Linked DNA regions of Mus musculus: regions 1, 3, 4 and 5 are each linked to region 2. Evidence: chromatin contacts called from public promoter capture Hi-C data. All regions are on one chromosome and are shown on one strand. Each heading gives the region's core, a stretch centred on a gene start, on an enhancer-like site or on the middle of the called end of the contact. The rest is flanking DNA. Distances are from core to core; before and after follow the strand shown.

Region 1 (4,746 bases), core at 566-3,065, 2.6 Mb before region 2:
TCTTGGGATCAAAGGTGTGCTGTGCACCACAACTTTCCAGCTCACAGGTGTGCTTTGGGGGGCCTGGGGCTTGAACCCAGAACCTTATGCACACAAGGCATGCACTCCAGCTACGAACCATAGTCTTACCTGACCGTTTAGCTATTTATACACTATTTCCACCAACCTTTGCTTAAGATGATCTCAACTTATCTTGACAAAGTATCCCACAATGCCATGGGTGCTGCTGCTTATGTTGACACACACCTACCATACCATCACTTGGGAGGCTGAGGCAGGAGGACAATTTGAAGCCAGGCTAGGCTCCACGGGAGAGGCATACATCATCATCTTACTTTTTACACCTGACGTCTCTTTTAACTCTGCTAAAGGGATCCACTATTCATCTCTCTAATGTGCACAGGTATTATCTGCATGTATGTTTCATGTACCATGTGTGTACTGTGTTCCACAAAAATGGCATTTCATTGTCACTCTGGGTGTCTCTTCAGAGGAACAAGTGACTAAGACATCATCATCATCAACAACAACAACAACAAAACACAAGCCAGTCAAACAGAAACGCCCCTCCACATCCACGGGGTACTGGATTCAGGATCTGTTGGAACACCCAAATACAAGGATGCTTAATTCTCTTATAAACATAGTATTAGCCTATAATTTACATGCATCTGCCGGTGTATTTTAACTAATCTTTACTTATCCTACCTAATACATTTAAATCCTAGATACACAATTGCTATACTATATTGCTTAGGAAATAATGACCAAGACATTACGTTTGTACACGTACAGTACATGTCACTACTACAGACCTAACCACATAGCATGAGCACTGGCTGGTTGAAAGCCCAGATGCAGAACTAGTAGTTAGAGAAGACCAACTCTATACTTTCTACCTATACACTGAGAAACAAAAGAGCAAGTCTCAGATACACTAGTTTGCATTCTGTGAGTTTCTCAATGATTTCGGCTTATTTCTCTAACACAGTAAAAAAGAGAACAAATTCATGAGGTTGAAAACGAAGTTATTCTCTCACATATTCATCACGCACACGTCCCAAGCCAAAATGACAACAACGACCCCCTCATCTTCTGTCCAGACAGGATAGATTTATATAAACCTTGGAGTATAATCTCTGCCCACCTTCAGTCCAAGCCTATAGGAGACCCGGATAAGTTATCTCTTCACACCTCCAAACCCCAATAGTTTGTTCTGTAGGGCCGCCAACAGTGAGCTTAAACTGCATTAGCAGATTCTGTGAGCCCAGGACAAGCGTGCAGCGCATAACCTACCTACCTTGGTACCGAGAGATAAGTACACGCGAATCCCAGCACAGTTGGGAGAAGCCCAGACTCCAGAAAGACTCCTAGGTTAGTTCTTTTAAAACACCTAACTTGGCAGTGACCTCAATCAGATTCCGATCTTCTCTCGGATACTATGTCACGCTGCATTCTCACAACTCCCTGCTCATAAGCCACCAAGGTCCCACTAAGTGAAGGGGGTACTTCTAAGGATCTCAGTCCTCCACCCAACGAGTCAGGCCAGAATCTGCGGGCAGCTCTGAGTTCTGCAATGTTACTCTCCCTCCACGAAAGCTCTCTGGAAATAGCTTTGTGCCCGCAGCTCACTCACAGTGAGAAGCAGCGTGCTCCTTTTTCACCGCCTCGTGCTGTCTGGAGGTTGTTACACGGGCGGGCCTCACTCTGCGGCCCAGAAGGACAAGAGGGTGCGGCTTACCTGGGAACCCGGAGAGCTCGCTCAGGTTGCAGCCTGCGACCACGTTCCGCGTCTGGAGGTGATGCAATACTGACAGTGCCAGGCTCAACCCCTCCGCGGCGCCCAATCAGCGTGTGCCATCCAACACCTACAAACAACACGTGTGGCGATTGGTCCGTGCATAACTGCAGAGCAGGATGGGAGCGTCCCTGCAAAGGAAGGAGAAGACGCTCCAGAGCCCTAACCCGGCAAGTCAGTGGCTACTCAATGTGGCAAAGTTTTTGCCTTCTAAGTCTTGGCCTATGAACGAGAGACACCCTTTCGTCCTGGGTCCATATGTCAGTACTCTCTCTCTCTCTCTTTTTTAAAAGGGTTTGTTTATTTGTACACAGTCTCCTGCCTGCATGTATTCGTTGTAAGCCAGAATGGTGAAAGCTTGGGGTTGAACTGGAGACCTCTGGAAGAGCAGCCAGTACTCCTAACCTCCGAGCCATCTCTCCAACCCCAGTATTCTTAAATATATGTCAATATATGTGAATATTATTAAATATATGTGAGTATATTTGAGATCTGGACATTTGACGCCATATAAAATTAGTTTAGACTCAGGGTCTCTTGTATCTCCTGCTGGCTCCGGAACTCCTAAGCAGCTAAGGAATGACCTTGAACTGCAGAACTTTCTGCCTCCACAATGGGAGTTACAGAAATGTTCCATCACGCCTGTTTTTATATGGTGCGGTGGATAAGCCGGCCATTTGTGCACCATAGCCACACACTGCCAACTGAGTTAGATTCCCAGCTGTGATGGCATCTAAAATTTATGCTACATATGAAACTTCTGACAAGTGACTCCCACAATTATTTTGGGAACAGTACATATTAACCTGGAGACTACTAACCATGTGGTAAATGGCAAGAGAAGGGAAGAGGGTCTGACAATAATCTGAACCCTTTATTGAATGTCATTGCAATGGTTCTTTTCATTTCAAAATTTTGCTTATGTATCATTACATATCTACTTAGTACCCTTCGGATCCGGCCTAGAACAAATGAGAACGTTGACACCAGTCTGTGAAAGTAAGTTTTGGCCTTGATAAATTGACAGCGTTAATTAGGTAAATAAGTGCCTATTTTATTAATGACAGAAAAACAAAAACAAAAAAACGGATTTGGCCTAAATGAAGTAGAAATCTCGGCGAGTTTTAGAACATTTTGATAACTGTTGAGTGTTTTATTCAACAGTTCTAGGCCCTATGGTGTCGAAAATTAGATGCAGTGTTTGCCTGTGCTTCTTGCTTTCTTAATTATGAGTATCCTTATTAACCAGAAATATTTGGAGTTTTTAAGCTTTGCATTCTTTAAATTGCCAATTGGTTCACCTCATGTTTATCCTCTGATCAGCGTGCAGAAATAGAACAAAGGTCCCTGCACAAAGTGAAAGAAACTTATGTACCCATAGGTAGTGTAGACTGGACCAGGCTGTTTAAAAATTGGATTGAGAAACACTATAAACTACTGTTGGGAAGTAAAGGAACAGTTCGTCTAGAAAATAGGTAATTAAAAAACTTTCGCTGGTCGTGGTAGTGCACGCCTTTAATCCCAGCACCCGGGAGGCAGAGGTAGGTGGATTTCTGAGTTCGAGGCCAGCCTGGTCTACAAATTGAGTTCCAGGACAGCCAGGGCTACACAGAGAAATCTGTCTCAAAAACAAACAAACAAACAAAAAAAAAAAAAACCAAAAAACAACAAAAACAAAACCAACCAACCAACCAACTCAAATCTAAAAACCTGTCAAGGTTGGGTGGTGCACACCTTTAATTTCCAATACTCAGGAGGCAGAGGCAGGCAGACTTCCGAGTTTGAGGCCAGCCTGGTCTACAGAGCCAGTTCCAGGAATCCTGGAAGATGTTGGCTGTGGCCAAAATACTACTTGGATTCAAGAGTAATTTTTTTTTTTTTTTTTTTTTTTAGGAGCAAGTCAGGTAAAATTGGCTGAGAATATAGTTCAGTGATAGAGTGCTTGCCAAGTCTGCAGAAAGCCCCAAACAAGACAGCAAATGCAAGTAGTCAGAGTTAAGATAGGCAAACTGTAGAGATGACGATTGGAAGCAGCAGCTCACGTTACATCTCATGACAGAGACCTGGGAATGGGGAAGGCCAGTTGTCAATGCTTTGAAATGGAGTCCTTGGCTCATTTAAGTATGGACGCAAGCTCTTTGGTTCTTCCCACTGTTTTAACCTATAGAAAATGGAACCAGTGGCTGAGTTTATTTTTGGCCAAGACTTCCAGAGACTGGAAGCATGTTTCCTGCTTCTGGGAACACTTGCCCTTGGCTTCTAATTGCCACACTTTAAAGAAGCCCTTGGATAGACAGTGAGTGGGCCAGGCATCCAAGCAGAACCTCTATCTCCAGCTAATGCACGCCAATGACTATAGAATAGGAAATCCTAACCAAATGAAGTGTACGTGAGCAAAGTTGTGGCTTTTACTAGGATCATTTGCTAAGAAATGATGACATATGGTTTAAGTATCTTTCCACATAGCTTTTAATCTCTAAGTCTGAAATCCATGAAACAGAAATCTACAACAGGTCTTCCAACTGCTTAGTTCTTTGTAGTCTATTTTAACTTGTCCAAATGATTTCATCTCTCCAGTTCCTGTATATTATTTTACTAAAAGCAACAACCCCCCATAGGAGTCAAGCATCTGTGTGACATAGGAAGTAAGAAATAATGGCTAACAACACAAGAACAGATCATAATAGATTTCTGTACTCAAGGAATAAATACAACACTGACTAAGATGCACATCATAGCTCAGTAAGACTCTTAGGACTAACACCCTTTTATACTGTCCATTTTAATAGGAGGCCTGTCTGTGTTAAATCTTGGCTAGATTTAGTGAAATATCAAACCTGCACTCTTATCTTAGGCTTAGGATCTGACTCCTGACTCTAAGTGGTCTTTTAGATAATTAGTATTTTTCATACCCGCATGTCTAATTGGACTTTTGGGACAGGCCCAAC
Region 2 (5,147 bases), core at 1,220-3,719:
GCTGGCTTGCCTTCCTCTTTTGAACTCATAAGCCTGTAGTATTCAGAGGTTCAGTCTTGAGACTATCTCTCCTTGCTACTTAATTTCTATCGCTACCTTTGTTCATCCTATAAGTGACATCATTCAGTGCTGGGGCTCTGTATGCCAACCACATGTTGACAGTGGCTAAGTTTGTATTGTGAGCTCCTGCTTGCTTCTTCCTCTAAACTCTAGACATTCATGTCCATCTGCCTATGTTATGGCTTATATATGTTTGGCCCAGGGGGTGGTACTATTAGGTGTGGCCTTGTTGAATATGGGTGTCACTGGGTATGGGCTTGAAGACCCTCATCCTAGCTGCCTGGAAGCCAATCTTCCACTAGAAGCCTTCAGATGAAGATGTACTCTCATCTGAACTCTCAGCTCCTCCTGCACCATGCCTGCCTGGATGCTGCCATGCTCCCACCTTGATGATAATGGACTGAACCTATGAACCTGTGAGCCAGCCTCAATTATTGTCCTTGTAAGACTTGCCTTAGGTCATGGTGTCTGTTCTCAGCTGTAAAACCCTAAGACAGCTTATTTGTAATTTTCACTTTGGTGATCATAAATCTCAATCCTAACATCTCTAAAATCTTCCTTCTCCCAATATGTCGTCTCTTCACTCTCATCCTCTTATCCCTTATTTCCCATGTCCAGTAATGTAGATAATCCTTTTGGTTTTGTTTTTTTGTTTTGTTTTGGCTTTTCGAGACAGAGTTTTTCTGTGTAGTCCTGGCTGTCCTGGAACTCACTCTGTAGACCAGGCTGGCCTCAAATTCAGAAATCCACCTGCTTCTGCCTCCCACGTGCTGGGATTAAAGGTGTGCGCCACCACTGCCCAGCTTAGATAATCCTTTAGAGCATACCATGTCTCTCTCCGCTCTCATTCCTTTAATCACTGACCTTTTAAAAGGAAAGCCCCCCTGCTGGTACTCCAGATCCCCCTGTGACTGCTGCATCACTACCACACAATCTATGTATTTTTGCTTAATGTCTCAACTACAGTCTCGTCTTCAAGATGGCAGGCCTGTTATGATGGACAGAGGATTCGGTACTTATAAAGGAACGGATGAGAATGGTATCAAAACAGTGATGGCCTGGAGGTAAGAGAAATACTTGACCAGAGATAAGTGATGGGAAGGACCGAGTTCATTGATGACAATAGGAAGGAGCAGCCCTGGCAGTGGAAGAGTAAATCCTAGATAGTGTGAATGACAGCCATGTGCAGGAACATGAGGGAAGGCATGTGTGACTGACAGGCCAACTGTGTCAGGGAGCCATCAGACAGAGGGTCAGCAGCCAGTTAAGTAGCATCTTACACGTTGTGATATGGAAATTTGGAGGTTATTCCAAGTTATGATGGGACCATCTGAGGCTTATAAGCAGAAGATCAAACTAAATAAAATAGCTTTGGCTGAGGTGTGATTAGTGGGAAAAGGCAGAGAGAGTAGCCCTTGGAAAGGGCTCTGTTGCAACCCAAACTAAAAAACAAAGAAAGGTGAGCAGAATCAGTAGAATGGGAGATGGCTTAAGATCTGAAAGCAAAAATAGCAGGACTTTGCGTATGTTTACAAAAGGGGCACAGAAGAAAATAAAGTCTAACTTTTGTCCCTCAACTTGGAGACTATTATGGCAAATGAAACCAATCATATTTCCACCAGGTTGACTGGATAAAAAAAAGGGAGGGAGGGAGATTATTCTCAGGGTAGGGAAAAAATGAAGACAATCACATAGGAGAGCACGTAAGGAAATGTTGCTTTTAAACTGTGGACTCTAAAAGGTATCAGAGGGCTTGCCTAGAATTCTTGACAGGAGAGTGTGGCTGGACAAATACCGTATCTGCATTATAGGGGAGACCAAGGGGGCTAGAGAAAGGAAGAGGGTGAATCTGTCTAACATTCACCGGTTTGAAACCTATTTATGTCGCTGGTGGTGTGAGCACTTAACGTGGTGGGTCCCTGTCACGGTGCAGCGTACCGGCGACGGGAAGCCTCGCAAGTAGGTCTCATTTGGAAGCCTTCATCTCGAACGACCCCTCGGAAACAAACGTGGTGGCTCCGAATCAACCCCGTCCGCGGGGTGATCGCCGCGTGAAGTCGAGTCGAGAAAGACTTCGGCGGATCCCTCAACTTCGTCACCTCCAGACGCTCCCCGGCTCCGCGGCCCAGGACGGCCGGTCATTTTTCTCCCGGGATCGGGAGGCTGGAAGCTCGCAGGCCCCCTAGCGTCCAACCGTTCAGCGCGGAGGCCCCGGCTCGCGCCCGCCCGCCACCCCGTGCACCCACCCAGCCACCCGCCGGACGCCGCGACCCGGGTCCTCCCGCGGACCGCAGACCCCCCGAGACCCCGCCCGGGCAGCCCGCGAGAGACGCCGCCGCCCCGCCTCCCGCCCGCCCTCCCGCGCGCGCCAACTCCCAGCGCCGCGCGCTGATTGGCCGGCGCCTTCCCGCTCTGCTTCCCGAACCGCCATTTTGAAAATCTTGTTGATTCTGAGGAGCGGGGAGAGAGAGAGCGCGAGAGAGAGCGAGCGCGCGGCGCGAGGACCTCGGCCCCGCGCGACTTCTACACAGCGGCGGCCTTCTCGTGCGCACCCGCGGTGAGGACGGCGGCGGGGAGGCGCCGGGGCAGCGGGGAGGGGACGCGGCCAGAAGCACTGAGGCCCGCCGCGGGGGAGGGGACTCGCAAGGCTCGGCTCGCCTGGGCCACACTGGCCGGGCCCGAGCCGGCCCGGGGCGGCGCAGGCCGGGCGGGAGCGCGCGCGGGCGGCTGAGAGGGCGGTGCGGTTTCCCGCCTCGGGCATCCCCGGGGAGGCGGGCCGAGTGACAGACCCAGGGTAGGCGACTTGGAGGGGAGCTGACGCTGGGCGCTCGGCACGCTCCATGCCCGCGCGAGCGAGAGAACCGAAGCGTGCGGCTTCCTCCCCGCCCGCAGGCCCCCAGCATGTCGGCGGCGGCGGCCCCCGCTGCGGAGGGAGAGGACGCCCCCGTGCCGCCCTCATCCGAGAAGGAACCCGAGATGCCGGGTCCCAGGGAAGAGAGTGAGGAGGAGGAGGAGGATGACGAAGACGATGATGAAGAGGACGAGGAGGAAGAAAAAGGTGGGTGGGCAGGGATACGCATCCCTCACGGGTGGATTTTTTTTTTTCCCACATCAAAAGTTTCCCCTTCCCTCGCTCCTTTTGGGAAACAGTTATCTTGCATTTTAACGCTTAGAGGCGTCAAGTCGGAGTGGTGGATTTCACGCGAATGCTAACAATCAGTGGCAGAGAATCTGGATTTTTTTTTTTTTTTTTGAGTATTTGCCAAGGTTTCGGTGCAAGTGTAGCAAGAGCCTTTTCCCGATGCGCCTTCAGAACACTTCGTCGTTCGTTTAGGGAGTTTGTAAGTCTGAGATCCGCTTTTTGAAGTTACCCCGAGGTTCCGTAACGAAACAACACTGCAAGGCATTCTTGCAAATCCTGGAAATGTTTTCATTTCCATATTCTCGGCTGTGTGTAGCTGCTGATTCCCTCCCCCGCCCCTCCCCCATAAGGGTTCTTGTGGGAGTGCTTTTCTTTGCCGTGAAAGTTGTTGCTGTTGGAGAAAGTAGTTTAAAAATGAGAAAACTGAACTGAAAGTTAGAACGGGAGCCCGCAGCTCTCTCGGTTTTGGGGACTGATTCTGACCCAAGGAGGGTGGTAAGAAGCCTCATTTGAGTAGAGGCAGAGCGGGGCGAAGAAGCATTGTGTCAGTCAGAGTGCATGCATCAGTCTACCCGACAGGCTCAGCTATTGGAAAATCCAAGGCACAGCTTCACAATCTAGCTTAATGGTGCAGATGGCCACAGCTCAGCCAGACTTGGGAGCAGGCCTAAAGGTTAAAGTGCTCTTCCCAAACTGTCATTTCTTTTCTTTTCTTTCTTTTCTTTCTTCTTTTTTTTTTTTATAAATACCATCTAGGTTAAGAGGACAAGGCATACTTATTATTTGAAGTGGTATGTGCTCTAAGACCTTATGGGAGCGTGTCATTTAAGTACAACCTTGGCTTTAATTATAAATCTTAATAAGAATTGTTTAAATTGCTTTTAGATTATTTATAATTGGTGTGTTCTATAAAGTCAATGATGTGGTGTTTTAGAGCATGGTATGATGGCAGTGTGTGCTAAGGCATCCCTCCTCCCTGAGGTACCAGCCATAGATAAGTGTAGTGTAGAACAGTTTATTTGGGGCAGGGGAGGAGAGAGAGCAGCCAGGAACACGTGGAGAGAGAGGGGAAGGGGAGAAAGTGAAAGGGGGCAGAGAGTTAAGAGAGTACAAATAGACCCTTTTATAGCCAGCCAGGCCTACCTGGCTGTTGCTAGGTAACTGTTGGGCGGAGCCTAGAAAGAATGCTAACAATAATGACTGAAAGTTGACTGCACTATCAGTATAACTAAGACTTTAACACTTTTACAGGATTTGTGTGTGTGTGTGTGTGTTTTTGTTTGTTTTTCTTCCTAGTGGGGCAAAGTTGTGATACTAGAGTTCTAGAGGTGGTGAGTTTTCTTGGGCAGAAAGAAAGTGAGACATTCTGTATAAAAGGCCCAAACAGTAGTGTCTGGGGAGGCTGTCATTGAGTGCTTTAGAAGATCCTGGATTTCATTCTAGCTGAATAAGTTGGTTGTGTTTTTAAAAGTGCTATTTGTAGGTTTAGTCCTTCACAGTTTTAATCTGGTTCCTTCTTACTCAGTTTTCTCTTTAGGGACATTCCAGGTAACTGGAACGGCAAGTTTCTATTCTACTTGTCCCAGAATACTTACCTTCAGTATGATGACAGAGAGGTGTGGGGTCAGTGAAATTACTGGTCTGTGAAGTGAGGCGAGAATTGGAAGTGAGTTGGGGGAGATGAGAGGCCGAGCTGTGACTTCGCCTTTCCTCTATAGTGTTTGGATGCTGCTGCTGTTCTGTAGAAAACCAAGCCTGCATGCTTGGCAGTGATGCTGAGGTCTTTTGGATGTGTTGTTTGGGTTCCTGTAGGACATAGAGGAGCTGTCAAGGTTACAGTGGGGTGCAGTCATTTGAAAGCTCTGCTCCAGGTTGGGCTTCTGAGAACTAATTTGTAGATCTGATCCAGAGCAAGTGAATGACTTGGTACTAAGAGGCAGTCGGG
Region 3 (5,065 bases), core at 793-3,292, 2.4 Mb after region 2:
GGGTTCTCGTCCCAAGTTCTACCCCATATCCTTTGTGGCTACGTCAGGAGACATGCTCTGGGAAGGAGTCCACGCTCCAAGGCAAGGCTGTGTGTCCATGCAGTTTCTACACATCGAGTTTAAACTAGTCCTTTGCGCTTTACCCGGCCCACTGCAATGCGGATGTATTTTAATTCTTAAATTCCTTATGGAGTAGGCTTTGTAAGTTGAGCTTCATTTAATCTTACGTTTCTTTCAAGTTAAGTTTACGTGTATAGATTAGGATCAGCTCTCCGGGAGAAATTCAGGTTTTCCATTAAATGTGTGTGTGTGTACACATTTAACAAAACCACTGCCCAGAAGGTCATCTCCCATTATACACTCCTCTCTAACCAAAAAGGAAAAATATTAAGACCAAATCATCGACCCTAGTTAAATAAAACTTTCTCATAGGGTCGCATTGTTCTTTATTTATCTTCAAGGGCCTTTTTTTTTTCTGGGGGAAAAAAGTGTACTTTGCTCTAAAGCATACGCAGCTAACCACCGGATCACTCGAGTGCATATTTGGTTAATCCCCTGGTTTCCCTCTCTACTCCCTCCCCCCAAACTTACAAAAAAAAAAAAAAAAAAAAAAAAGCCACTACACAAAACAAAAACACTCCCTATGCCAAGCAAGACGCTGCTATACTGTGCACAAAACAAACCTAACCATCACAACCCAATCTCAGAAACCCAGTTTTCAGGGAGAAATTATTCGTATTAACATGCATTCACTCAGGCACACATATACTTTTACATGAGCTATGTTTTTCCCCTCAAACTAGAAACCATGAATCTTTAGAACCAAAACCAGCCTCTTTATAAAAGTCAATACCAATAAATGCATTCCCAGTAACATGATTCCCAACTGGGTCATGTTGCAAGCTAGATAAGCCAAAAGGGCCACATATATTAAATGATGTGCCAGTGCTAGAAGATCGCCATAATCGTACTCTGGATTGCAACTTAGCTTCCAACACACATACCTTACACGATTTTCCAAATAACACTAATAACAGGCTCATTTGTATGCAAAGTGCAATATGGGACCAAATCCGCCCGAGAATGCAGTTAGATCACTGCGGGGGCCCCCACACACAGAACCCCAACCTCCACCAAAACCCCTTGCCTTTCACCAAAACTACATCAACGTTGTGTCATTCGAGGTCAATTTATATACTTGAGGTATCTCTACACCAGTCTGTTTTCTCAACCAAACTAGGCAGACACGACTTTGCCTGAAAAGCCCTTTCGGAAAAGAAAGAGCTTTATCGGACGCTGTTTAAAACCTTTCAGCTGCAGAATTATCTATAAACTTGACATTCACAACCATCGCTTAAAACTGCAAGCCAAAGGATGTGTTGTTAAGAGCACTTACGTATTTCTTCTGAATGATATTCCTCTTGGGTCTTTCCTTGCTCATTCTGAGATCCAAATGCTGATTGCAAAAGGGGACAATTGCTTCATGAATTTAAAGCCGTCAGAAATTTGCAAAAAAATATCCTGGTGGTTTTTATTGTTGTTGGTGGTGGTTGATCTTGTAATCCGACTTTTCTTCCTCTTCCCCCAAAACCAGATTCGCCTTGAAATAAATCCGAAATTGAGAAGGATAAAAGAAAAAATATAAAAAGAGCCAAAGACGAGCGAAGCAAACAAGAAAAATTCACTTTAGTAAAACACTCATAATGGAAAATTTCCCCCGAAACATACAACAGACACAAAAAAAGAAAAGAAAAAAAAAGAAGAAAAAAAAAAAAACCGACGCCCTTCACTCCCCCCCTTTTTCTTCCAAAAACTACATCAGCGAAACGTGAAGGTCCTTAGTATCTGATCTGTAGTTACATCTTGAAGAAGAAAAAAGGAAAAGATAAATTTAAAATGTTGGAAGTCACGTTTGTGCTGCAGCAGCAGTGCGAGCAGAAGAGTCAACTCCAGCGGCGGCGGTGGCGGCGGCAGCACCACAGCGGAGGGCTCGCCGAGTCTCTTTTTTCCAAGCCCCTTAACCAATGAGAGAGAGGCTAGCCAGCCCAACTTTAAATGGACTCTGCTTTTATACAAGTTAGGGCTCCTCGGCTAATTCGCCACCTCCCGCCAGCCGAAAACTCCCACAGCTGAGCCCCCCGCACGCCTGCCTAACCTCTGCCCACAAGCCCCGGCCCGGTGCGGAGAACTCCCGCAGCCCCGTCGACGAGACCCCGGAAAGGCCTCCACGAAGCCTCTGCGGGCCGCCCGTCAGGCGCCTCTCCCACGCCGAGCCCAGTCGTGGAATTGAGAGAGGCTCCCTAGCTCAATGCATGGCACGCTCGGTCGCTCCACCTCAGCCCCTTCCCCCCCCCCCCCCCCACCCGCAGTCCGCTCACCCAACAGTCGCCGCATGCAAACCTTCGCCACTGCCCTCACGTCTACCTGCAGCCGGGCAGCTGGGTACCAGTGCCCCAGGACGCCCGGCCCGGGGGAGAGCCGCCTATTCCCGGGGCACCTTAGAATAGTCCCCTTGATCTTCTGGAAGTTGTAGTCCCTTGACTACAAAATGGCTATGGCCACGGAAGCGAAGAACTACAATTCCCAGCGTGCCCCACGCCTCCTGTCACTCAACTCCCTTTTCCCCGATCGCTTCCCCCTCCCCCTTCCCCGGGCCCTGCCAACAAACGCTTGGACGTGTCCCGCGTGCGACACTGCTAGAGGCTGGCTCGGGATTGGCCCGCGGAGCGTGTGGTCCGGGAGCGAGGAACTCCCCACGCCGGCCCCGCCCCCCAGTCCCCTCCCCGCGGGGGCCGCCCTCCCGGCCCGGCCCGGCTCGGCCCGGCCCCGCGCGCCCCGCCCCGCCCCCACCCCGGGCGCGAACCGCCTGTGGAATCGAGGAATCGGCGCGCGAGAGCGCGCCCGCGGGCCCGCGAGGGCAAGCCGCCAGGCTTCCCGGGGGAAAGGCCTCGGAGCGTGGCGGCGGCGGCGGCGGGGGGCGGTGTCAGCGAGGGGTTGGAGCGGGTCCTCAGCCAAACTGGGCCACGCACCAAGAGGGATCCTCGCTCGGTGCGAACTCGCTGATCGGCAGCGCCCGCTTGCTTCAGCCGTTGCCGGCGGTGTCACCTCAGGACAAGCGCCCGTGTGCCGAGCAAGCGGGCGGCCGCTCGGCCGCCGGGGTGGTCCGAGGTCACGGCTCCAAGCCGGCCCGCGGCCGCACGCGACCCCACGCGCGAGGCAGACGCGGCTGGGGCAGCCTCCCGGCGAAAGCTCGCGGCCTCGTGGTCGCCGGCCCGCGTGCCCGCCCCTGTCCCCGGGGCCGACGCGACCCTAGGCCGTCGCCGGTGGCTCCGAGGTGAAGCCCCGCCGTCCCTGGAGACGGTGAAGGGGGTCTTTACCCTCAGGACTAGGGCTGTCCGCGACCGAGACTCCCAACGCCGAGGTGAAACCGTGAACGGAAAAATGGAGACCGACCCCCCAACACAGGCAGCCCGTAAGGAAGCGTCTCGAACACTGAGTGCCCGAGAGCCCAATGGTCTGTGCCCCGCAGCCTTACCTGCCCCAGCCCCTGCCCTGCCCAGGCTCGCCAGTCGCTCAGATCAATGGATCGCAGGCCCTGCTGTCGCTCTCGGGGGCATTCGCAGGAACTTTAGCACGGCTCCCAGCCTCGGCGCTAATTTCCTGGTTCTAACCTATGGTCTTCAAGGTCCTGCTTTTCAAATCTGACTGGCTAGCCTCAGGGAAGCGAAAAGGCTTGGAGCCTCTCCCATCCACCTGCAGACACACATTGGCTTCTTCCTCTCTCTCCTCCCGGGCAGTCGGTTCCCAAAACAAGCACTCCCGAGTCACGACCATTCCACTGTTAGTCGCAACAGGGCAACTTAGTCATGGTGTCTAGAAGGTTCTAAAAAAGCGAGTTAACACCTATGGATTCAGAGGTCACAGTGGCCACTTCAGACAAGTTGAGCGATGGCTTTCCTAAGCTGCTCAGTTTCCACATCTGCAAGTTGATTCCGGCCAAAGCTTATGGAGAGGATTATAAAGTAACAAAACCCTAGTTTAGAACCATGCAGGTTATTGGACTGTTTCATGAGTTGACATAAGACACCCTTATTTTTAAAAAGTTATACCTCATTATTTGTCTTATTTTTTAAGTTTCTAAAACTCATGTTCATTTTACAAGCAGAAAAATTAATTGCCTGTGTGTCTTAAATAATGCACAAATTGTTCACTGTTTCCGTTTGGTTGGAATGATCGAATACATTTCTATTTTACAGTTCAGTTTTGACCACCCAAGTGACTTTATGGTCGTCTTGACACAAGGTGCTTTCCAAACCCATTCGGATCATTACGACCTGTACACTAGAGGTGTCTGTTTCTCCACGTCGTTATTATTTTAAACAGCTTTGTGCAAATGTAATGTCATATCTGTCAGACCCCAGTCAATTAAATAAGAACAAAGGTGAGTTTCTGGTGGTTTCTCTGGACAAGTTTGGGGTTCTCAGTCCTAGGCCTGTGAAGTCTCCTGCTAGACTACCAACTCCAAGTCCCAGGCAAGTGTGAAAAACCATTGTTAGTTGAGGCCTAAGGGGGTGGTAGAGGAGGAATTTGCTCATTTCCATAAGGCTTAGATAATGCTGGTGTTGTTTTCCTTGAAAAGGAAAATGGATTGTCCTTTGTGGTTGACAGTCTTCCCTGCTGTGGGAATAACTATCTCCTGATGACTTCCAACCTCCACCCTCCAGGCCAGGCCAAGTATTAGCTTTGCTTCCCATCTTTTATTTTGTTAGGAGGTCTAATTTGCTTTTCCTTGTGATTTTTTTTAACTCCTGAGAGAACTAGGAATGGATTCCTTTGAACCACATGCTAGCACTGACGTCCTCTCTGAGGATGCAGAATCCTCTCTAAATTAGCACAGGACTCAACCTGGTAAGTGCAGGCCTGGTAAAGAACAGCCTAGAATACTTGAGACTCTTTAAAAAAAAAAAAAAAAAAAAAAGGAAACTTTCCAGGGTCAGTGGTAGTATTGTCTACCTTTCTTCTTCCTTCCTTTATTTTTTTTTTAACTAGGCAATCTGGAAGTTCC
Region 4 (5,075 bases), core at 1,245-3,744, 2.5 Mb before region 2:
TCCGCTTCTGTTATTTGAATGTTAACATACGCAAAGACTTTCTGTGAATTTCCTACCAAAAAAAAATTTTTTTTTAAGTTGATTTAAATCCTTATCCAGAAAACAATATACATCTCAACAGCCCTCTCTTTACTTCTTTTTTTGAGACAGGGTCTCTCTATTATATAGGACTGGCTGTCTTGTAACTCATTATGTAGACCAGGCTGGCCCTGAATATACATCTGCCTCAACCCCTCGAGGTCTAGATCAAAAAATATCAAACACCACATCTAGCCTTAAGAAGCTATCCAAGCTCAAAAAGTGCATTCATAGATATTTATTCTTTGAAAGAAAATACTTTTTACCTCACCTGACTAAAGTCTGCATTTTTATAAACATGATCAAAATATTTCAAAATGAGTAAAAAAAACAAAAAACCCTGAAGTAATCAATTCAGACACCTCTTAACAGTATATTAGTGTGTAATCAGTTCAGACATCCTGATTGTTAGTGACACTCTACTTAATAAGATAATGTTAGAATGTTGACTCCGAAAATTCAAAGTACAGATGTTTTAGAAATTCAAATGTTTTATACTTTTTCTGGTTTCAAAATTAATTTTCATATGAAATAATCCAGGAAGCCATATATGATGTTTAGCGCTAACATTCAGCTCTGGGGTTGCTTCTCCTGTAATATCATTGACCTTGTCTGTTTTTAACTCCCTCGTGTTACAGATTTACCTTGGTCATCTTTCCGAGTGATGATCTCCACGTCAGAAACTTCTCCAAATCTGCCGAACTGATTTTGTAGGTCTGTCTCAGAAATGCCCTGTCCAAGTCCACCCACAAAGAGGCGCTTCATTTCTCTGTTGCCTTGCATGGATGTTGGGCATCTATCTGGAAAAGTTAATTTTGGACAGAAAAACAATTTAATAGTTTTCCAGAAATTTAACACAACTCTTTCCCCTGAAACTTCTGTGCCAACTTCATCTTATGAAGCTATGTCTCTTCATATGTATTGCTTTCAGATTTTATCAGTGGAGATTTTACAAAGGCCCTCCATCCACATTCTCAATGAACACACTTTGCAACTGCACCTAAGTACAGCACATCCACACATCTTCTCCCAGATGTTTTCTCTAAAACAACCACAGCTATTATATCTTATCCTTATTGATTTTTTATTCGAAGTACTGCCCTCCCCCATTCATTTCTACATTTTTACCTTAACATATACTGGCAAAAATAGTAAGCTAACGGATAAAAATAGCTTCATCCTGGAGCTCCAGTCATAACAAAGTCTGCAATTACAATAGTATGGCAAAATACAAGTGTCCCCTAAGCGCTGTTAAATCACAAAGACGGCAACTTAAGTTATACCTAAAATATGTTTCCCCACTGTGTGCCTGTATTGTTCAAAGCAGTCTGAGTGGATCTCATCGGTCAGGGGAGTAGGAGCGGTTACGGCTTTTCCCAGTGCCACTTAGAAAACAGTAGTGGTGACAGCAAGGATCATAATGAAGTCTAATTTTGGAACCCGGAATTGTTAACACTGTCCTACCAAGATTGCTGGAAACGTTTTCCAGAGGTCGCTCCATCTCGTTTAGCTCTCGGCGGATGTTCAGCTCTTACTCAAACCTTTCTCAAAAGTTGGCTGTCTCCTTCCAAGCGAGATCACTAAATAGCGGCAGAAGCCCAAAGCAAAGGCCAGCACTCTGGGAAAAAAACCTACAGTGTACCCCTTCTTGGTAGCCACCGCCCCATCCTTCCAGCCCTGCCCTCTCTCTTCGAGAAGCCCCTAAGGAAGGAGAGGAGAGGCTAAGCCCAATAGCCCATCACTTCTCACGAGCAAACACTCTTCCTCAGGGCGCTTGTCCGACTCAGCTCAAGCCCGGCGTAGCACTTAACGTCTAATAACACGTGCCGGCAAGTGCATTTTCCTTTCCTTCCTACAAAGTTTCCAACCCAATCTCCTAAGGTTCCGTTATCCCGCAGTTCCAGAGGGCTCTTTATTTCCTCCGCCTTCGCTTTTACTGACGTTCTGTTAGTTCTCCTCCACGTTGTAAAACTGACAGAGTGTGAGAAAGAAAAATAAAAATCGGTAATTCCTACAGAAAAGACACTCCGCCGCGTGGTTCCTGATTTCCGGTTCAAGTAGGCGGAAGTGAAGAAGCGGAACCAAAATAAAGAGACTCCTTTCCTCGTGCTTCCGAGAATCCGCCCCCTTCGGTGACGTAAGAGCTCGGCTGGCCCAGTGGCCGTTAGACGGGATGGGCGGCCGTTGGAGGGTGACGTGCAATTTGGAACGAACCAACTCGCAGAGGCGGCGGGGGTGTCTAGACGCTCGACGCGACATTTCGCGGGCCGTCAGGCTCGGGAACGTCGTCCGAGGCCGTGGGCGTGGACGCGCGACTCCCGGCAGCCTCTCCCCCCGTGAGCTCGAGAGTGGTCCGTTCCAGGAGCGCGCGCGCTCCTTGAAGTCTCCTGGCTGCCCGAGGCGCCCAGACTGCCATTCTCCGGGCTACTTCACCTTCAGGGTTCCACGTCGGTAGCCATGGATTCCGAGACCCGCGAACTGCGCGCCCTGGAGGCGGAGGTCGCAGCGCTGCAGCGAGAGTGCAGAATGCTGCAAAACGCTGGGGAGAAGGCGTCCGGAGCCTGGTACGTGGCTCGGGTCCATCCCTCCCAGCCCATGCCCTGTAGCACCCCGCGGACCTCTCAACCTTATGACAGTTCTGGACTCCGACTCCCTCACCCCCCCAAGACCCATGCTCAAGAACGTGGTGGGAGACGTCCTGAAATGTGAACTTGAATCAGTGTTCTGGGAGAACGATGACCTCATGAGTGTGTGAACGCTGCGTTTGGGGCTTATGACTTGATTATAATCAGCAGAAAATAGTTTCCTTAAGGGTTGTTTTCGCCCAGTTGATGAGAATCAAAGGGAAAATCTGGCTTTTCTTTAAGCAGTCTTTGCCTTCGGGAGAACAGCATCTAGATAGCTGGTTTTGTTTTGTTTTGTTTTTCTGGGTTTGGAGACATTGTTACTCTGTAGGTCAGGAACTGGCTCAATTTGATTTCAAACTCAAGAGTCTTCTATTCCGCAGCCCCCAACTCCCACACACAGTGTTGGAGTTATTACCTGAGCCACCATACTTGCTCTTGTCTAGTTGGGATTCCCTCCTTACTCTGGTTTCATGGATTTGTTTTTGTGACTCATCTAACGATGTAGTTAAGGGGCCCTGACCTTTTTTTTTTTTTTTTTTTTTTTTTTTTTTTTTTCTGCATTATGTTAGAAACATAAGGGTTGGGGGTATATAGCCCCAGGGCAGGGCAGCCTAGCATGGTCAAATTGGTATATATGGCTAATGCCTTCTATAGGAAACTGTGATAGTCTTCTGATTAGTTACTATTGTTAAGCCTTATTTAAAGGTAGTTGATCTGAGTGTTAAATAGTTAAATAGCTTGCCTAAGGTCCTAGAGAAATCCAAAGCCCAAGCATTGCCCATTCAAAGAGAGAAGGAAGGCTAGAACTAGCAGTAACTTAGTATCTTAAACATGGAAAAAAAATACCTTTTTTATTAGGTGTAATTTGGAACAGGTTCAGAGAACCTTAGTGCAGGAAACAAATTCTAAAGAAAGAGAACGTTGTTAACTGTTGAAAGAAAGAGGGAGATGTGTGTGTGGCCTCCAGCTGTGCATGCTCTTCACAGCAAGAATGGAGATGCCTGCTGCTGATTCAGGGATGGCCCACAGACTGGAAGCATTAAGATTAGAGTTGGGGAGCCTGCCAGGCTGACTCCATCCCTACTTACCGAGTTTAGAATTTATATTTTATCAACACAGCCTGCCCCTGAACTTTTGAAAAGTTCTTTGTCAGACCATGGGAAAATAGTTTCTTAACCCACCAGAAGATGTCATTGTAAGCCCAGTATGGTATAGTAGATTGGTTATGGAATCTGGGACTCCTCGGTAATGGAACTGAAAAGTTAAGAGTCCAGATTAGGGAATACATTAAATGTCAATCCAAAATGTGTAGATTTAATGATTTTTTTTCTCATTTTGAAGGAAGATTGAGACCTGTTTCCTGAGCTACTTAATTTATTATTATTATTATTATTCCATTTGTATGCTATAACATATTTATGGAGGTCAGAGATTGAATAGACATGTCCAAGTGACAGTTCTTTCCCTCCAGTGGCAATAGAACTACAGGTTTGTGCAGCAAGTACTTTTGCCTGCAGAGCCATCTTATTGATTCTCCAAGATACTTTTAAAATGATCCTGATAGTTGAGTGGATTGGCAGCCAGAATATTGGAACTAAGTTGTTTAGTTATATCCCTGTGTCCATATTCTTTGATGTAAAAATTGAGTGCCTTCAGAACTTGGTTTTGCTATTGGCTGGAGACGGCCAAGGCGTGTAGAAGAGAGAACTTTAAATATGGGTTTCACAGATGAGAGAAAACTAGTATTTGCCTTTCTGGTTTATTTAGTGTGATTTCCTGTTGCATCCATTTTCCTGATTTTCTGAGATGTTCTTTCTCTCTTTCTTTCTTTCTTGGAGTAATCTTTTTTGTCTTACCATGACACTTGTCCTTCAGACCCTACAGAAGCAGCCTGTACCGTTTTACTTGGCAGTCCCTAAGCTCACCAAGCCTGCTTTCACTACTTGTATGTCTGAGTACTACTGTGTCTGGTGCCCACTGGAGGCCAGAACAGGGTCTTGGGTTCCCCTGGAACTGGAGTTACAGAGTGTTGTAAACTATCATGTGGGTGCTAGAAGGAAGAATGGGGTCCTCTGGAAGAACAGCCAGTGTTCTTAGTCTAGCCACTGAGCTACCCCTCCAAGCCCCACCTTCGGTACGAGGGGTGGAATCTAGAGGAACATTTGTATAGTAAGTAAAACATTTGTCAGTTGTCAAGTAACTATAATATTTGCTTTTCAGGAAATCATTTCAAAAAATTTCCCAATCAGATTCTGAGGAGTGGGAATCTTTGAAAGACTTGAGAAGTCAGCTTGAACATTTAAGATCTGAGCACTCATTTCTAAGTAAACTTACTGGCTTCAATATAAGAAACTATTCCAAGATGGAAGA
Region 5 (5,487 bases), core at 767-3,266, 2.1 Mb before region 2:
CGCCGCCACGTACTGCGCTCTGCCGCAAGCATTTCCTTTATGTCAGCCATATAGTTTTCACTTAGCAGAGGCACTTACTATGATGCCACTTCGTAGATGATAAACTGAGGCACAGAATGCTGACACGACACACCTTAGAAAGTTGGGAGGTAGGAGCCTGAGGTTGGGAAGGGGGACCAGGCATTGAGCAGGGCAGCCTTCAAAGTTAGCCACACCTCAGAGAAGCATCCTGTGTCCCCAGAGACTCTAGACAAAAATCTCCCTCCCACCCAACCCTGTACAGTCTCAGTAACGAGCCTCTGGTCTCCACTTGTACTGTTCCCCTGACCTCTTCCACTCACACCAAAGGGCCAGATCTGTCCCTCCCCTAAGCCAGTGCAAACACCTCCACCACACAGGGAGCCTTCTCTGACCTCTTTGCTCCCTACTAACCACTATGGCAGGCAGGCAGGCAGGCAGGCAGGCAGGCAGGCAGGAACCCTGCATACCCTTGAGAACCTAATTTAGTTGATTTCATTCTCCTAGTTGGCTCTTCAAAGAAATGGCGGGGGAGGGGGTGGAATATCTCTCTCCTTGTTCCCAGAGCCAAGACAGTGACCCCTGAGCAATCCAACCCAATCTCTCCTGTGTCTGTGCTCAGAATTCTCTTGGGAGGCACAGCTGATCCAGCTGTCTGCAGAGCTGAAGGGGGAGGCTGCTGCTCAGAGACAGCCAGTTTCCCTTCAAATCCGCAGCTGAACCACGGGCCCACCTGTTCCTGATTTGCATCCCTTGTCCTTAAAGGCCTAGAGATCACTGGTTCTTTATTGTAGACCCACATACAAAAGGCCCAGACAGTTGATGGGCTCCCTAAAGGAACTCAGCCCGGGGTGTCCCTGGCCCACTGCTTCCGGAGTGTTCACACATTTTGGCAGAGCCCAAGTCTCAGCTGGCACACCTGAAGTAGTCCCAGGAGACGTTGGTGTTCCCTGTTTCCACTATATGGACCTGGGCAGAAAGTCTCTGTTCTGGTTTATTTTGCACCGCAAAGACTTGTGGAAAATCCCAGCCTGGTGCAATTCCCCACCCCACTCCACCCCATCCCTGGGGGGGGGGGTCGGAAATAGAAGGAATGTCCAAAGTCAACATGTCACCGAGGGACAGAGGGCCATGCGGGGTGGTACAAGTGAAGGCTCGGCCCTGGCATGCTCAGGCCCTGCCCCGGAGGTAGACTATGAGGTGAGGGGTCAGGAAAGATGGTCCCTCGACACAGGCATCCGACCATCGCTGTGGCCTTAGCAGGCTAGGCAGAGCAAACTCGAGGCAGGTCCTTACAGTCCTAGAACTAGCACCCTGACGATCGAGAGGGTGGCGTTCTGTTTTTCATAGGCAGGTGACAGCAGCAGAGACACAGCCACGGGTTTCCCCCTTATCACTGCTGCAGACGACCGTGTGGTCACCGTGTGGTGACGTAGCTGTCTGCCTGATGCTAGCTTCCAACCAGGAGGCGGTGACTCTTCTCCCGCCCACCCCAAGGCACGCAGGAGACAGCCCGGAGGCGTTGGAAGTTGGAGGATGGTGTGGGAGGCAGGAGAGTCCCGGAGAGCGGAATGCCAGCCTTCTCCACCCGAGGAGTGGTGCCAGCCAGACGCGGGCTCTGCACAGCGGGGCGACGGCAGCAAGCTAGACCGCCCGGCGCCTCTGCCTACCTGCTGTGCTGGCCCCAGACCCGTGGGCCACCACTTGCGCTAGAGACAGGTCAAGCACGACTTTGCCCGGAAGCAGCGGCCACCACCACCCCCCGCAGTGCGGACGCCGCGCGAAACCGGGCCAGACGCCCACAGGTGCCCGCTGACGTGCCGGGCCCAGAGAGGGCGGCGCCGGCCAAGGTCACACAGCAGCCGGGGCAGGAGGTGCTGAGAGCTTACCAAGGCGTCGGGGGAACCGGGGGAGCCCGGGCGCAGGTCGCCGTTGAGCTCATACTCCTCAGTGCCCGACTCCATGGTGCGGCCGCCCGGGCCGCCCAGCACACGGCCTGAGCGCACCCGCGCCTCCGCCACGGGCTACGGCTGTGCGCCCGCCCCCGGCCCGCCCCCGGCCCGCCCCCGACACGCCCCCCGCGCGCGGCCGCCCCCGGACTCCGCCTCCACCCGGGGCGGGCCGGGGCCTAGACGCCAGCTGCTGGAATCGCGCCTGAGCAGGATAGCACTTCTCCAGCGGCCTTGATGTCCCCAATTCTCAGGCTCCTTCACGATGGCTAGGGCAAGCAGCCCAGCGCCTGTCCTCGCGATGACATCGGGGGTCCCCAGGGACCCTGTCTCAAAGTTGTTGATCAAACGGGCCCCCCTCTGAACTTTGAACATAAGCACTTGATCTGTTTAAAAGTGAGGCCAAGGGCGAGGCACATGCTGCCCCGTGCTGAGGTTTTTTCCTTGGGGAGGACACGCCCTGAGGCTGTAAGTCCCTTCAGGGTAACTCAACACAGGAAAAGGGTGTCAACGGTTACTCCAGGTTTCCACTTTAGAGCCCTCAGCTGTTCTGCCTGGAGAATAGAACATATGAGGGAGAGCCTCTTGCTCTGGGTCTAGCTTGCAGCCAGCACCCCACTGTGCAGAGCCTGCGTGTGGCTGGCACTGGTGGAGAAGGCTGGCATTCCGCTCTCCGGGACTCTCCTGCCTCCCACACCACCCTCCAAGAGAGACCAGGGACCAGAGGGAAGCACAACAGCTTTAGTGTCCAGAAGAAGCTGACATCATAGCCCTGACATCTATACTCCAAGGGTATGACGTGTTGGTTGGCTACTGCAGTTCGTGGCCCAATGGACCTTTGTGCCCCAGTACCATGTCTTTTCCTGGCCTAGGAAGCTAGATGGAGTGTGATGGGGTGCTGTCGTCCGAGGAGACACACTAGATGCAGGAGTAAAAGCCAGTTGCTGTGCCTTCTTCCTTCCCACCCTGGCCTCACTCTCAGGCCCCATGCTTTGCCTGGCCTCAGGGGTGCCACACTCCTCTCCTGGTATCTCCTAGAGTCTCAGAAGGAATAAGGACGATGAGACTCTTAGGGAGATTACAAGCTGGGGCTCAGAACTACCGTTCCTTGATGGAGTGGTTCACCTTCTCTTTATGACCCTTCTTGCCAGCTTGTGTCTTAGCATAAGGCTGGAGTTTGCTAAAGGCCAAGTGAACCTGCGGACCCTCTGTCCCCTGTCTCACATCCAGAAGGAAGAGGATTAGAAATAAGAAATGGAGCCAGCCTGGTGGTAGAGGTGGTGGCACAAGCCTTTAATCCCAGCACTTGGAGGCAGAGACAGGTGTATGTCTGAGTTCGAGGCCAGCCTGGTCTACAGAGCAAGTTCCAGAACAGCCAGAGCTACATAGAGAAACGCTGTCCCAAAAACAAAAAAGATACCTGGGCAGAAGAGATGGCTTAGTAGTTAAGAGTACCGGCTGCTTGCAGCTCTTGACCGTCTCTCACTCCTCTTCCAAGGCGTCTTACATCCTCTTCTGGCTTCTGTGGGTACCAGACATACATGCAGGCAAAACACCCATCTACATAAAATAAAATGACAAAGAAAATTATTTAAAAAGAAGAAAGAAATGGTACCCAAGGCTGTCTGTATGCCAGGTCCTGTTGCAGGCATTACAGGCTGGAGCTAGACAGTAGAAATCTGTCCTGTGGAGCAGATGGACAGTCAGACACAAATAAGAGGCCAGCACTTTGTGAAGCCTGGTGCCATACTTCTTAAGAACAGGGCTAAGGGGTGAGGAGGGCTGGAGAGACGGCTCAGCAGTTATTAACCCTTGTTGCTCTTGCAGAGGTCCCGAACTTGATTCCAGCACCACATTGGAGGGGTCATAAGCACTCCAGCTCCAAGGGATCTGACAGCTTCTTTTACGCATGCATTGGTGTGAAATTTTTTTATTTATTTAATAAATAGCAATTATTTAACAATTGTTTTTGGGGTTTTTTTGTTGTTGTTTGTTGATGTTTTTTTGGACACAGTCTCACTATGTAGCACTGTCAGACCTGGAAACTCACTATCTAGATTAGGCTCCCCTCAAAGTCACAGAGAACTATCTGACTCTGCCTCCTGAGTGCTGGCATTAAAGGCATGAGCCATCGTGCCTGCCTGACACAACTTCAGATACACACACACACACACACACACACACACACACACACACACACATCTTTAATCCCAGCACTTGGGAGGCAGAGGCTGGCAGTCTGGTCTACAGAGCCCATTCCAGCACAGAACTACACAGAGAGACCAGAGAGACCAGAAAGACCCCTGTCTTGGAAAAAAAAAGAAAAAAAGACTGCAGAGGCAACACAGTTGGTAGAGTGATTGCTTCAAGTGTGAGGGCCTGATTTTGGTCTCCAGAATCCACCTAAAGTGCCTGGTACTGGGGTGTGCAGATTTATAATTCTAGGAATAGCAAAATAGGAGCAGAGAGAGACATGGGTGGATCCCTGGAGCTCATTGCCTGTTTGCTGTCCCCAGTCACAGTAATATTTCCAAGTTGAACAGGTGATCTTTACAAAGGGCCCTGGAGACCAGTACTTGCTCCACACGCGTGCATGGGGTACCCAACTCTTCAGGTTGTTTTCAGACGTGAAACAGATGGCACAGAAAGTGCCAGCCAGTCAAAGGTGTTTGTGAGAAAATGGGATTTTTCCACTTACCCAGCTTCAGGGCCTGATGCTCCATAACTCTGTGTCACCTGAGGTGACAGGAGGCTATGGACAGAGACTGAGGACAGCAAAGGGGCTAGATTCCAACTTGACCCTTTCCATGACTGAGACTGATTGCTTAGCTCCTGGCTTGCCTGTTCACTCTTCAGTACTTTGCCCATTTGGGAGTCCTGGGGATTAGGGGTGCAAGTGCCTACCCTGGGACACAAGGGAATCTTACACTAGGCAGAGTGTATAAATAATTCCACAGCCCACAGGTCAGCCTACCAAGTCCCTATTGGGCTGGACCCCCACACTGGAGCAGGAGTTGAGGAACACCAGGGCATTCGAGGGCAGACATGACAGTGCTTGCCTATGATACCTCAGCCTGGGGCTTGGTGTGTCTCATGGAGTAAAACAATGGAGGCTAACTCGGCCCACTGGGTTACAGCAGGATGCTTCCATGATGAGTAACTGAGCAAAGCAACTTACAGGACAGATTATTTCAGCTCAGTTTTTTAGAAGTTTGAGTCCGTGGCCAGATGGCCTCATCGGGTTCTATTATAGGAGGCCTGAGATGAGGCTAAGACAGCATGACAGAAGGCCATTGCAGAGGGAAGCTGCTCACCTCGGAGTAGCCAGGAAGCAGACAAACACAGAAATGAAGGGTCCAGGGAAAGGTCTACTGAAGCAGTAGTGTGCAGGGTGTGTGTGTTTGTTCATGCGTGCGTGCGTGGTGCGTGTGTTCTGGCAGGCTTCTGAGACATCAGTGGAACCTGTCCTGTCCTTAGAGCCCCTGGGCAACTCCCGCTGAGGGTCCTTAGTGCTGTTTCA

The links. Promoter capture Hi-C pulls out the DNA fragments that hold promoters and counts their contacts. Capture Hi-C pulls out chosen DNA fragments and counts their contacts.
Region 1: a contact with region 2 is called in a promoter capture Hi-C map of pre-B cells, with 4 times the contacts expected there. The contact joins the promoter of Iars here to the promoter of Dek in region 2. A contact is called at or near these places in 2 of 39 promoter capture datasets (the C10 cell line and pre-B cells) and 1 of 115 datasets of contacts at active chromatin or transcription factors (embryonic stem cells).
Region 3: a contact with region 2 is called in a promoter capture Hi-C map of erythroid cells, with 6 times the contacts expected there. The contact joins the promoter of Jarid2 here to the promoter of Dek in region 2. A contact is called at or near these places in 2 of 39 promoter capture datasets (erythroid cells and hippocampal neurons).
Region 4: a promoter capture Hi-C map of liver shows a contact between it and region 2, with 2.7 times the contacts expected there. The contact joins the promoter of Cenpp here to the promoter of Dek in region 2. A contact is called at or near these places in 2 of 39 promoter capture datasets (liver and pre-B cells), 3 of 484 Hi-C or Micro-C datasets (B cells, CD4 T cells and embryonic stem cells), 1 of 115 datasets of contacts at active chromatin or transcription factors (large pre-B cells) and 2 of 9 other capture datasets (adipose tissue and liver).
Region 5: a promoter capture Hi-C map of pre-B cells shows a contact between it and region 2, with 3 times the contacts expected there. The contact joins the promoter of Ninj1 here to the promoter of Dek in region 2. A contact is called at or near these places in 5 of 39 promoter capture datasets (the 3T3-L1 cell line, hippocampal neurons, liver and 1 more), 1 of 115 datasets of contacts at active chromatin or transcription factors (bone marrow-derived dendritic cells) and 1 of 9 other capture datasets (adipose tissue).

Annotation. Positions count from the first base shown.
Region 1 is chr13:49,679,199-49,683,944 of GRCm38.p6, reverse strand. It overlaps Iars (isoleucine-tRNA synthetase), which reads right to left and starts at 1,815. Exons shown (of 34, transcript NM_172015.3): 1 at 1,742-1,815.
Region 2 is chr13:47,103,543-47,108,689 of GRCm38.p6, reverse strand. Dek (DEK proto-oncogene (DNA binding)) reads left to right here and starts at 2,469. Exons shown (of 11, transcript NM_025900.2): 1 at 2,469-2,617; 2 at 2,953-3,118. The coding sequence starts at 2,962.
Region 3 is chr13:44,728,248-44,733,312 of GRCm38.p6, reverse strand. Jarid2 (jumonji, AT rich interactive domain 2) reads right to left here and starts at 2,042. Exons shown (of 18, transcript NM_001205043.1): 1 at 1,397-2,042. The coding sequence starts at 1,441.
Region 4 is chr13:49,650,150-49,655,224 of GRCm38.p6, reverse strand. It overlaps Cenpp (centromere protein P), which reads left to right and starts at 2,494. Exons shown (of 8, transcript NM_025495.3): 1 at 2,494-2,642; 2 at 4,926-5,075. The coding sequence starts at 2,536. Nol8 (nucleolar protein 8) reads right to left here and starts at 2,147. Exons shown (of 17, transcript NM_001271397.1): 1 at 1,543-2,147; 2 at 723-878; 3 at 1-52. The coding sequence starts at 1,579.
Region 5 is chr13:49,184,058-49,189,544 of GRCm38.p6, reverse strand. Ninj1 (ninjurin 1) reads right to left here and starts at 2,016. Exons shown (of 4, transcript NM_013610.3): 1 at 1,908-2,016. The coding sequence starts at 1,982.